2 separate regions of the Zea mays genome follow, and region 2 is linked to region 1. The links are chromatin contacts, called in public Hi-C maps. All regions are on one chromosome and are shown on one strand. The core of a region is the stretch at or near the end of the contact, and the rest is flanking DNA. Distances in the headings are between cores, read along the strand shown. Region 1 has its middle 9.9 kb from the start of LOC103646416. Region 2 holds the start of LOC100217235 (RR1-Corn type-A response regulator).

What was found. Hi-C and Micro-C count contacts between places; a contact is called where the count stands out from the background.
Region 2: a Hi-C map of bundle sheath shows a contact between it and region 1, with 3 times the contacts expected there. The contact joins the promoter of LOC100217235 here to the enhancer-like site in region 1. A contact is called at or near these places in 8 of 25 Hi-C or Micro-C datasets (bundle sheath, ear, endosperm and 2 more) and 1 of 3 datasets of contacts at active chromatin or transcription factors (leaf).

What each region holds. Positions count from the first base shown.
Region 1 is chr2:49,166,488-49,170,809 of Zm-B73-REFERENCE-NAM-5.0, reverse strand. No RefSeq gene overlaps it. Among protein-coding and RNA genes, the nearest start is that of LOC103646416, 9.9 kb to the left of the region's middle. Within about 2 kb of position 2,404, at least 20 of the 20 cell types and tissues checked have an H3K27ac peak or open chromatin away from gene starts, as enhancers often do. A contact at or near this core is called in bundle sheath, ear, endosperm and 2 more, where this site is marked.
Region 2 is chr2:49,241,788-49,246,089 of Zm-B73-REFERENCE-NAM-5.0, reverse strand. It overlaps LOC100217235 (RR1-Corn type-A response regulator), which reads right to left and starts at 1,426. Exons shown (of 6, transcript NM_001143590.1): 1 at 911-1,426; 2 at 722-783. The coding sequence starts at 1,034.

The DNA of each region.
Region 1 (4,322 bases), core at 1,155-3,654:
AGGGGTCGTCTAGGCTCGGGCCGGCCGACCTAGACTCCTCTAATCGACGTAGAGTCGAGGAGAGGCGGAGAATTTGGGGATCGAGAGGCTAAACTAGAACTATACTAGAACTACTCCTAATTGTACTGGAAATAAATGCGAATAGAAGTTGTATTGATTCGATTGTTGATTACAAATCGGCCGTAGGCCTCTCTTTTTATAGAGGAGGGGGGCTGGACCCTTTACACGACCGGATTCCGAGCTAATTCCGCGGATATAGCTAACAAACATAGCACAAAACTCGGAACCCTAATCTATTCTGCGCGTGCGCGGACCGTCCGGCCCACAGGCGCGGACCGTCCGGACCGCGGACCGTCCGCACCTCATTTTGGTGCTCGACAGGTTAAATGAAAAGAGAAACGAGGGATATGTATGTACGTAACGTTCTATCTATGTAGCAGCATCGGCAGCACAGAGCATAGTGATGCAGCAGGGATGCATGGGTCACACGCCTCCCAAACCCAAACTGACGGGCTGGGTGTATGTGCAGTGTTCCACGTACTCTCCCCCTGCTTCGTCCACTGGCGCAAACAGATAGAGAGTGGACCTCTGTGGAAGGAAGTGGACGCGTACTCCTGATACGCATCGCATGACCAGGACCTGCCGTATCTACAGAGGGGGGGTGACCGGGCGAGAGATCCGATGATAGCAACGATGTGTACTACTACTGCTGGTAGTACGCGCGGCGCAGCGCAGGGACCCGAGCCGGCAGGTCTCCTCAGCTTGGTGTGTTCCATGCCATGCGGAGGCCCCTAATACGACGTCAAACAAATCTTAATGAGCCGTGCTTACGAGTAGCGGTCGGAGTCAGTCCAGGCGGGGACAGACTAACTGCTCGCGTCGCCTCCCCGCGGCCTCGGCGAGACGGCAGCACGCAGGAGACTCTGGTGAGGACGGGACGGGAGGATCTGGAGCGGACAAAACCCAAATCTGTGTGGGGGACGGGCGATCGATCGGGTGTGTATCGGGGGTGGGGCTTAATAAACACGGGCAGATCTCGGCAAGATCCTCGATGGAACGGAGTGGATGGATGGTCGTGGTCGTGGTCCGAGCAGAGCAGAGCAGGGCAGAGGCCACGCGTCCTCTGCTCGACGGGTCTTTTGTGTCTCGTGGATTCGCTCATCTCATCGCCGTCTCGCTAGACCCACCACCCCACCAGCGGCCAGCGCAGCGACACCCACCCAACCCCACCGCTGCCGAGGTTTCTTTCTTTTCTCTCTCACGTCACGGGGACGGGGCTCAGTCCCAGGTTGGCCTGGTATGGTGGGTGTCCTTGCTGGTCGTCGCGACTCTCGCGCTACTCATCCCGGCCTTCCAGAAATGAGGAAAAACACGTCAAACAAGGGACAGGCGATTTTCTACTCCGAGATACTAGTCTTCTACTGGCATTGCTCGTACAGCGTCGTTTAGACCCGACGAAGGCGAAGTAGCGCGCCGTGCGTCGTCCGGATAGGAGTGCCCCGTGCTGCCGCCGCTGCTGCCATGAAAAAGAAGGCACCCCGCCGTACCGCGGCCGGCCCCTTGACCAGCCTGTCCGTCCGGCTCTCCCCGCGCGCGTGGGTTTCAGTTTCACCAGTCGCCCCGATCCGAAGCACAAAAGCACGCACGGCTCTCCCCCCTCCCGGGATCGCATCAACCTCGGGCCACGTACGCGTACGTCGCGCCGCGCCGGCCGTGCGTTCCACGACCCGACCGCGAGGAGCGGCGCCGGATCCCCCCCGTAGCCCTGCCGTCCGTCCGATCCGATCCGATCCGATCCTCCCGAGTCCCAGGCTAGTAGCTAGGCCCTCACGCCCGCGCGCGCATTGAAGCGCCGAAAACGGAGGGGGGTGGGGCATTGACTCCCCGGGATCCTGCGGTACGAGTACGACGCGGCGTCGGTGTGGGAGAGATCCGCCCCGCGACCAGCGTACGTACGAGTGGCGGTCGGTTGGCGCGTCCGGGTCGCCGGATCCCCGAGGAGGATCCGGGGATCTGCGGGCAGGCACGGGTACTCCACCACTACTACTGTGGGGCGCGGTGGCTTTGTAATGTTCGCCTTGTCCTGCCGCCTGCCTGCCTGCCTGCCCCGGTCTACAGTACTAGCGTGAACTCTGTCGCCGGTGGCCCCAGATTTGCGGGCGGGCGGGCTCCACCAGATCTACCTGCCAGAGTGGCAGCGCCTCCTGCAATCCTTTTCAAAGAGATCAGGCGTCTTCATTTTGGCGATATTTTGCGGGATCCTCTGAAGAAGAAGAAAAAAAAAAGGAGTCTGCTGCTGTGCAGCCGGCCGCGGGGGATAAATGAAGCGGTGCGCAGTACTATACGACGTTGCCGGCACTCCGGTACTGCAGTGTGCGGGCGTGCGCTCGTGTTAGCGCGCCAGTGCTGGCCCAGCCCAGGTCCAGGATGCACGTATCTAGCTGACCCAGCGCACCGCGATTGATCCGTGTACTACGTGTAGTGAAACAAGTTCCTGCAATGCACCCAGACAGGCCAGACTCGATACACAGTAGAGTACATTATTACACCACAGCAACGTCACGGAAACACTGGCCGTAGTCCGGCCGTGCGCTTGCCGCCGCCCAAGGAAAACTCGGTTTTCGAAGAGAAGAGCTCGTTCGACCGGCAAGCGTACGTCCTGTCCTCCCCCCATGCCATGCTGTACGTACGTACTCGTGTGGCTGGCAAGTGTCACGCACGGAAGCGGAGGTTGGCGCGTCGCCGGACCGGGTGGTGGAGCGGATCGCGAGGGGGATACGACGCGACAGCCGATGCAGTGTCTTAAGGGCGGGTTCCGCCGGCGCTATCTGAGTTTGGTCGGACCGGGGATCGGCTGCACTGCACGCCTGCAGGCTGCAGCTGCAGGAGTAGCGCGACCAGGAATACTACTACTCCTAGCAAGCGCGGCAGCTTTTCTTGTCTGCGATGGCCGATGGTCTTGGTCTTGACTTGGGGTCGACTCGCTCCCCCGCCTTTTGATTCCTCCCTCGGGGGTAGCAGCCTTTGTTTCAGCTCCGGATCTATCGCCGCATCGAGTGACCAGGGGCGTGGCGTGATCAATGAAGTGTGGAGGAGCAGCCAGCAGCAGCAGCAGCAGGCACTGCCAGCTGCACCTGCACGGCACGGCACGGCCCACGGGAGGAGCACAGCAGCCGGCCCATGCGGCGGCGGGACCTCGTTCACCCCCCAGACCCATACTCCATGTCATCTACGTATAGCCCGAGATTTACCGTAAACAAATACGAGTAGTAAGGTGGTTTTAGCGTCTTGGTCGACCACTTGATCTCGGCGCGCGCGCGGATCGATCAGGTAGAGGCGGATTAATAAAAGCCGCCTTGCCTTTTTCTTTTCCAGATGTACCTAGTATAACTAATGCGCCTTTGCAGCTTTTCCATTCATTCGCTGTGGACTTGCGATGGATCTTTTTGCTGGATACGGTGGGTTCAAAGGTTCAATTTAAGTGGAGTACGGTGACACGGTAGTACGGTGTCAATGAAGCTATGTGCCTATGTTGCTGCATCCTATAGCGCTTAGCGGCGGATCCAGAGTTGATTAGCATAATTTAACTCCTCCTTAGAGCAACTCCAATAGTTATGTAAATTTTAGCTCTCTAAATCACAGATTTAAGAAGTTGCTAAATGACTTTTGGAGTAAAAAAATATGAGTTCTCCAATAGTTCTCTAAATATAGATTGTAATTTTGTTTTGTATCTATCCACATAAAAAATAAGTCACAAAAACTATATAATGCAGTCAACATTTTTGTTTAGGGAGTTGTTAAATGGTTGCCAAATGTAGAGAGAAAATGAGGTTAGATGACAAGTTGTTAAATTTAGAAAGTTCATTTAGAGAACTATTGGAGAATAGTTTTTATATTAACTACCTAAATTATTGATTTAGGAAGTCTTTTAGATAACTACTGGAGTTGCTCCACTACAAGAAACTAATAAATGTTCGTGGGTTAATTTAAAAACGTGGGTACTGACATTCTTAATTGAGTTATGTTCGTGGGTTAACTTAAGAACGTGGGTACCCACGTTCTTATATTAAATTCGTGAGCCCGTCGTAAAACGTCGAACTTATCGTATTTGGAACGTGGGTACCCACGTTCTTAACTTAAATTCGTGGGCCACGTGGACACCGTCGAACTTAACTAAAAACCTAAATCTCTCTCACGGTCTCACCCCGCGCGTCTGTCTTCTTTTCCCTGTCTACCACGCGCGCGCCCGCCGCTACTTGCCTCACCGCCAGCCCACCGCTACCTCGCGCCCGCCCCGCCGCCCCACCGCGCGCCTAGGCAGG
Region 2 (4,302 bases), core at 177-2,676, 76 kb before region 1:
GAAAAAGAAAAGGAAAGGTAAAGTAAAGGAGCCCAGAGTGTAGGCACCATACTGTCCCTAGTTCCCTGCTACGCTCTCCCCATCCCGTGCTGAGCTTTTACAGGACATGCCAAAATCAAGACTCATATTTAACCACTGCCGCTGCCTCTAATGCGGCCGTAACACTGTCATAAAGCATTCTATATTAGCTCACTAGTATTAGGGCAGCAGCAGCACTATATAAACAAAAACGCAGCTCTGTGGAGAGGCAGCAGCAGTGAGCCAGTGAGAGCATGTGGGAGTGTGGGCTGTGGGCGTAAGACGGACGGCACGGCAGGTTTTTTTTCTTTTGCTTTACCGCCATGAAAAGCGGCGACCTTTTGCTTCCAAAAGGGGGGCGGAGAACAGAAGCCGTCACGCGCGCATGCGCAGACGGCAGACGGACGCGTGGGCCGTACGGTACGGCGCGGCCGGCGGCGCTGGGCCGGCAGGTGGTGCAGGAGCCCATGCTGCCATGCACCCTCTCTGTGTGAGCTCCAACTGGAGTACCCGCCGTCCTTGAGCACCCTCTCTGTGTCAGCTCCAGCTGGAGCACCCTCTCTGTGTGATCGGTTTGCTAATTCTACTACTAATCCTGCGCTGGTGTACGTATCCGCCTTCAGGCAAAGCTCGGCGGATGGTCTCTGACTCTGAAATGAGCATCGAGGAGGGAGGCAGAGGCAGGTGGTTCGGCTCTGGTTACCTTGCCGCCGTCCTTGAGGCCGAGGAACTCCATCGCCTTCTTGGCGCTGTCGACGGCGATGACTGGATGAAACATTGTTACACGAGCTGTTTAGAATTTGATTCTAAAACACGGCGAAAGAATCGATAAGAAAGAAAATTGGGAGGAGGTGTGGCTGTGTGAGCTCAGCTCACAGGAGATGTGGCTGACCGTGGAATGAGCCGGCGCAGGAGTTGCTGCTGAGGAGCAGCTGCGCCACGCGGCGGTCGACGGGGGAGTCGTCCACCAGCAGCACCCTCATCACCCCCTCCGCTCCTGCTCCTCCTGCTTCCATCTCCGTCGGCCGCTCTCGCTCGTCTCTCGTCGCTACCCCTCGGCTCCTCTGCTTCAGTGTCCCTCTGCTCTTTCTCTCCAGACGGCGCGGCGGCAGTGCCAGCGTCTCAGGCGTCAGCAACAAAAGATTCTTCTCTACTTGTGGGTGGCAAGGGAGATGGTTGCCGGCCGCGTGCTCTTATAAAGCGTGACGCCACAGGTGGCCACAGGTCGAGGACGAAGGAAGAGAGAGAGAGGGGGTGATGAAGACGAGGAGCGAGGAGGCGGCAAACCTCTGACGGCTAGTAGGACAGGGCCGGGGAGGTGGAGGTATAGTATGGTGTCAGGACTCAGGCAGGCAGGCAGGCAGGCCGCAGGCGTGTGTGATGACTGATGAAGGAGGAGAGCGGGAAGAGAGGGAGGGACTAGGGAGACACTGTCTGAAGAACGAAAGAAGAGAACGAAGGGGAGGCGCGCGGGCCCCACACGCTCGCCCAGTGGGTCCCGCAGCAAGGGTGGCTGGCGGGGCACGGGAATTGCTTTCCCCTCTAGATTTTGCTGTCGGGGAATCTCTCCACACACCACCCTCCCTCCTAGTCCCCTCAACCTTCGGCTCTTTTTCTTCATCCCTCCAACCTTTTTTTCCGTCTCATCATTTTCGCCCCTTCTCTTTCTTGATCGCCAGAAAGATTATGCGGCAATAAAATCCGACTTCGGGCTAGGTGCCCTTTGCTGCTTTTTAAAGAAACAATGGCAAAAAAAAAAGGCCATGCATGGTTGCAACTCAACTAGTTATAATCTATACTCTAATAGGGTGTTTGGTTTGAGTAATAAGTTAGTCCATCATATTTTCACTCTTCACTATAGATATATTCGTTTCAGCTTTGTTTCTAGCAGGCTGCTCTGAATAGGCTTGGCAATGGGGCGGGTTCGGGTCGGGTCCCCGCGGTTTTAGACCCGACGGTGTTCGGGGCGGGTTTAAATTTTTACCCGCGGGGCCATGGTTTCGGGGACCCGGATTAATTCGGTTTCGGGGTGGTTCTATATTTTCACCCGTGGGTTTTTTTGCGGGGACCCGAAACCCGTAGTAAAGAGTCAGCCCACTAATTGAAACTAGCCAGCCTAGCCCCACATTGAAAACCCTAGCACCGTAGCGGTAGTGCCCACCGCCAATCGGCCACCAACCCACGCTGCCGCCTGCCGCAGTGCCACGCACAAGCACAAACGCACGCAGTCGCTCTCGCTCGCCTTCGCCTCACCGGCCACCGCCCTCGCGTTTGCGCGTCACTCCGCGAGACCGCGACCGCGTCTCCGGGCTCCGGCTCTGCGCGTCACGCCGTCACCTGCTACGTGTCACTCGGTCACCGACTCACCGCGTCTGCGGCTCTGCGCGGCGCGCCTGCGCCTGACTGCCTCCGCCTCCGGCCTCCGCTCGGCGGCGCTCGTCCCTCACGGCCTCACCCAGTCACCGCAACCTCTCCCTCGGCGCCGGCGGCTTAGACCTTGGCCTCCCTCGTCCGGCCTCCGCTCGCCGCCTCGCCCCTCGGCCCCTCAGTGACTCCTGTTGGTGACAGGTAAGTATAGCAGTATAGATTAGTATAGATTAGTTATGCAGCTAGTAGTTCTTAGGGTCCCTTTAACTTTTTGCATTTTTTCAGAATATTAGGGTGAAGTGAAATGTCGACTCCAGGTACTAGTAGTTCTCATGCTCCTACAACCGGAGCAGCTATTGGATCTCAAGTGGAAACAGAAGCAGCAGCGGGCCCTTGAACCCGTGCACGTGCAGCAGCAGGAGCACCTCCATCTGATTTAGCAACTGCAGCAGGTGATGTGTTAAAAATAGAGGATGATGTTGCTGTTGGTAGTAAGAGGAAACCAGGACCAAAATTAAAATCTAAAGTTTGGTTAGAGTTTGATAGAATTGAGTTAAATGGGGTTTGGAAAGCAAAATGCAAATGGTGTAAGAAGCATCTAGGAGGGGACACAAGAAATGGTACAAGTCACTTGAGTGGCCATCTTGAGATTTGTCCAGATAGGGCTGTTAGAAAAGGTATAAAATAGTCGTCTCTTAAATTGACTGCAAATCCACATGATGGGACTGTGATTTTGGAGAAATATGTTTTTGATCAAGAAATAGCTAGAAAAGAGCTTGCATCAATGACTATTATCCATGAGTACCCTTTATCTATGGTGGACCATGTTGGATTTCGCAAGTTTTGTGCAGCATTGCAACCATTATTCAAAGTAGTGTCTAGGAATACACTTAGGAAGGATATCCTTGATATGTATGAAGTGCAAAAACAATCCATGTTGAAGTATTTTCGGAAGTTGAGTTCTCGAGTTGCTATTACTTCTGATTTATGGACAGCAAACCACCAAAAGAAAGGCTACATGGCCGTGACAACACACTTTATAGATGATGATTGGAAGCTAAAGAGTTTTCTTATTAGGTAATAACCCTACTGTTCTTTATGTCCTAACTTCTTCAATTAATATCCTTATATTATATAATGTTGAACTTATTTTGTGTAGGTTCCTATATGTTCCAGCTCCACATACAGCTGAGGTTATTGCTGATCTTCTTCATGATGTTCTCCTTGACTGGCATATTGAGAGGAATTTGTCTACTATAACTCTTGATAATTGTAGCATAAATGATAGTGTTATGAGAAATATGGTTCGACCTCCAATGAGAACCTCAGACAAAGAATGGACACTATGAAAGGCAAGTTGCCCCTCTCATCTTGTATGTTACAAGGTAAATTAGTCCATATGAGATGTGCTTGCCGTGTTTTAAACCTTGTTGTGAAAGATGGAATGAGTGTAATGGAACATGGAATTGATAGTATTAGAGAGATTGTTGGATTTTGGTCTGCCACACCTAAAAGACATGAGAAAATTGAGAAAAATGGCAATGCAAATGAAGGGTAAATATGACAAAAAGATAGCTCTTGACTGCAATACTAGATGGAACTCTAGTTATCTAATGCTTAACACTGCTTTGCTGTACAAAGATGTTTTTGAACGCCTTGCTGCTCGTGCTCCTTGTATTCCAACTGGAGATGATTGGCAGTTTGCTAAGGACCTTTGTGATAGATTGAAGATATTCTATGATGTCACAGAGTTGTTATCTGGCACTAACTATGTCACAGCCAACATTTTCTTTCCCAAAATCACCAATATTTATTTGGCAATTAGGAAGTGGCAAGTAAGTGCTAACCCAAAGGTTGAAGAAATGTCTAGTAAAATGAAAGAGAAGTTCAACAAATATTGATTTGATGTGCATGGTT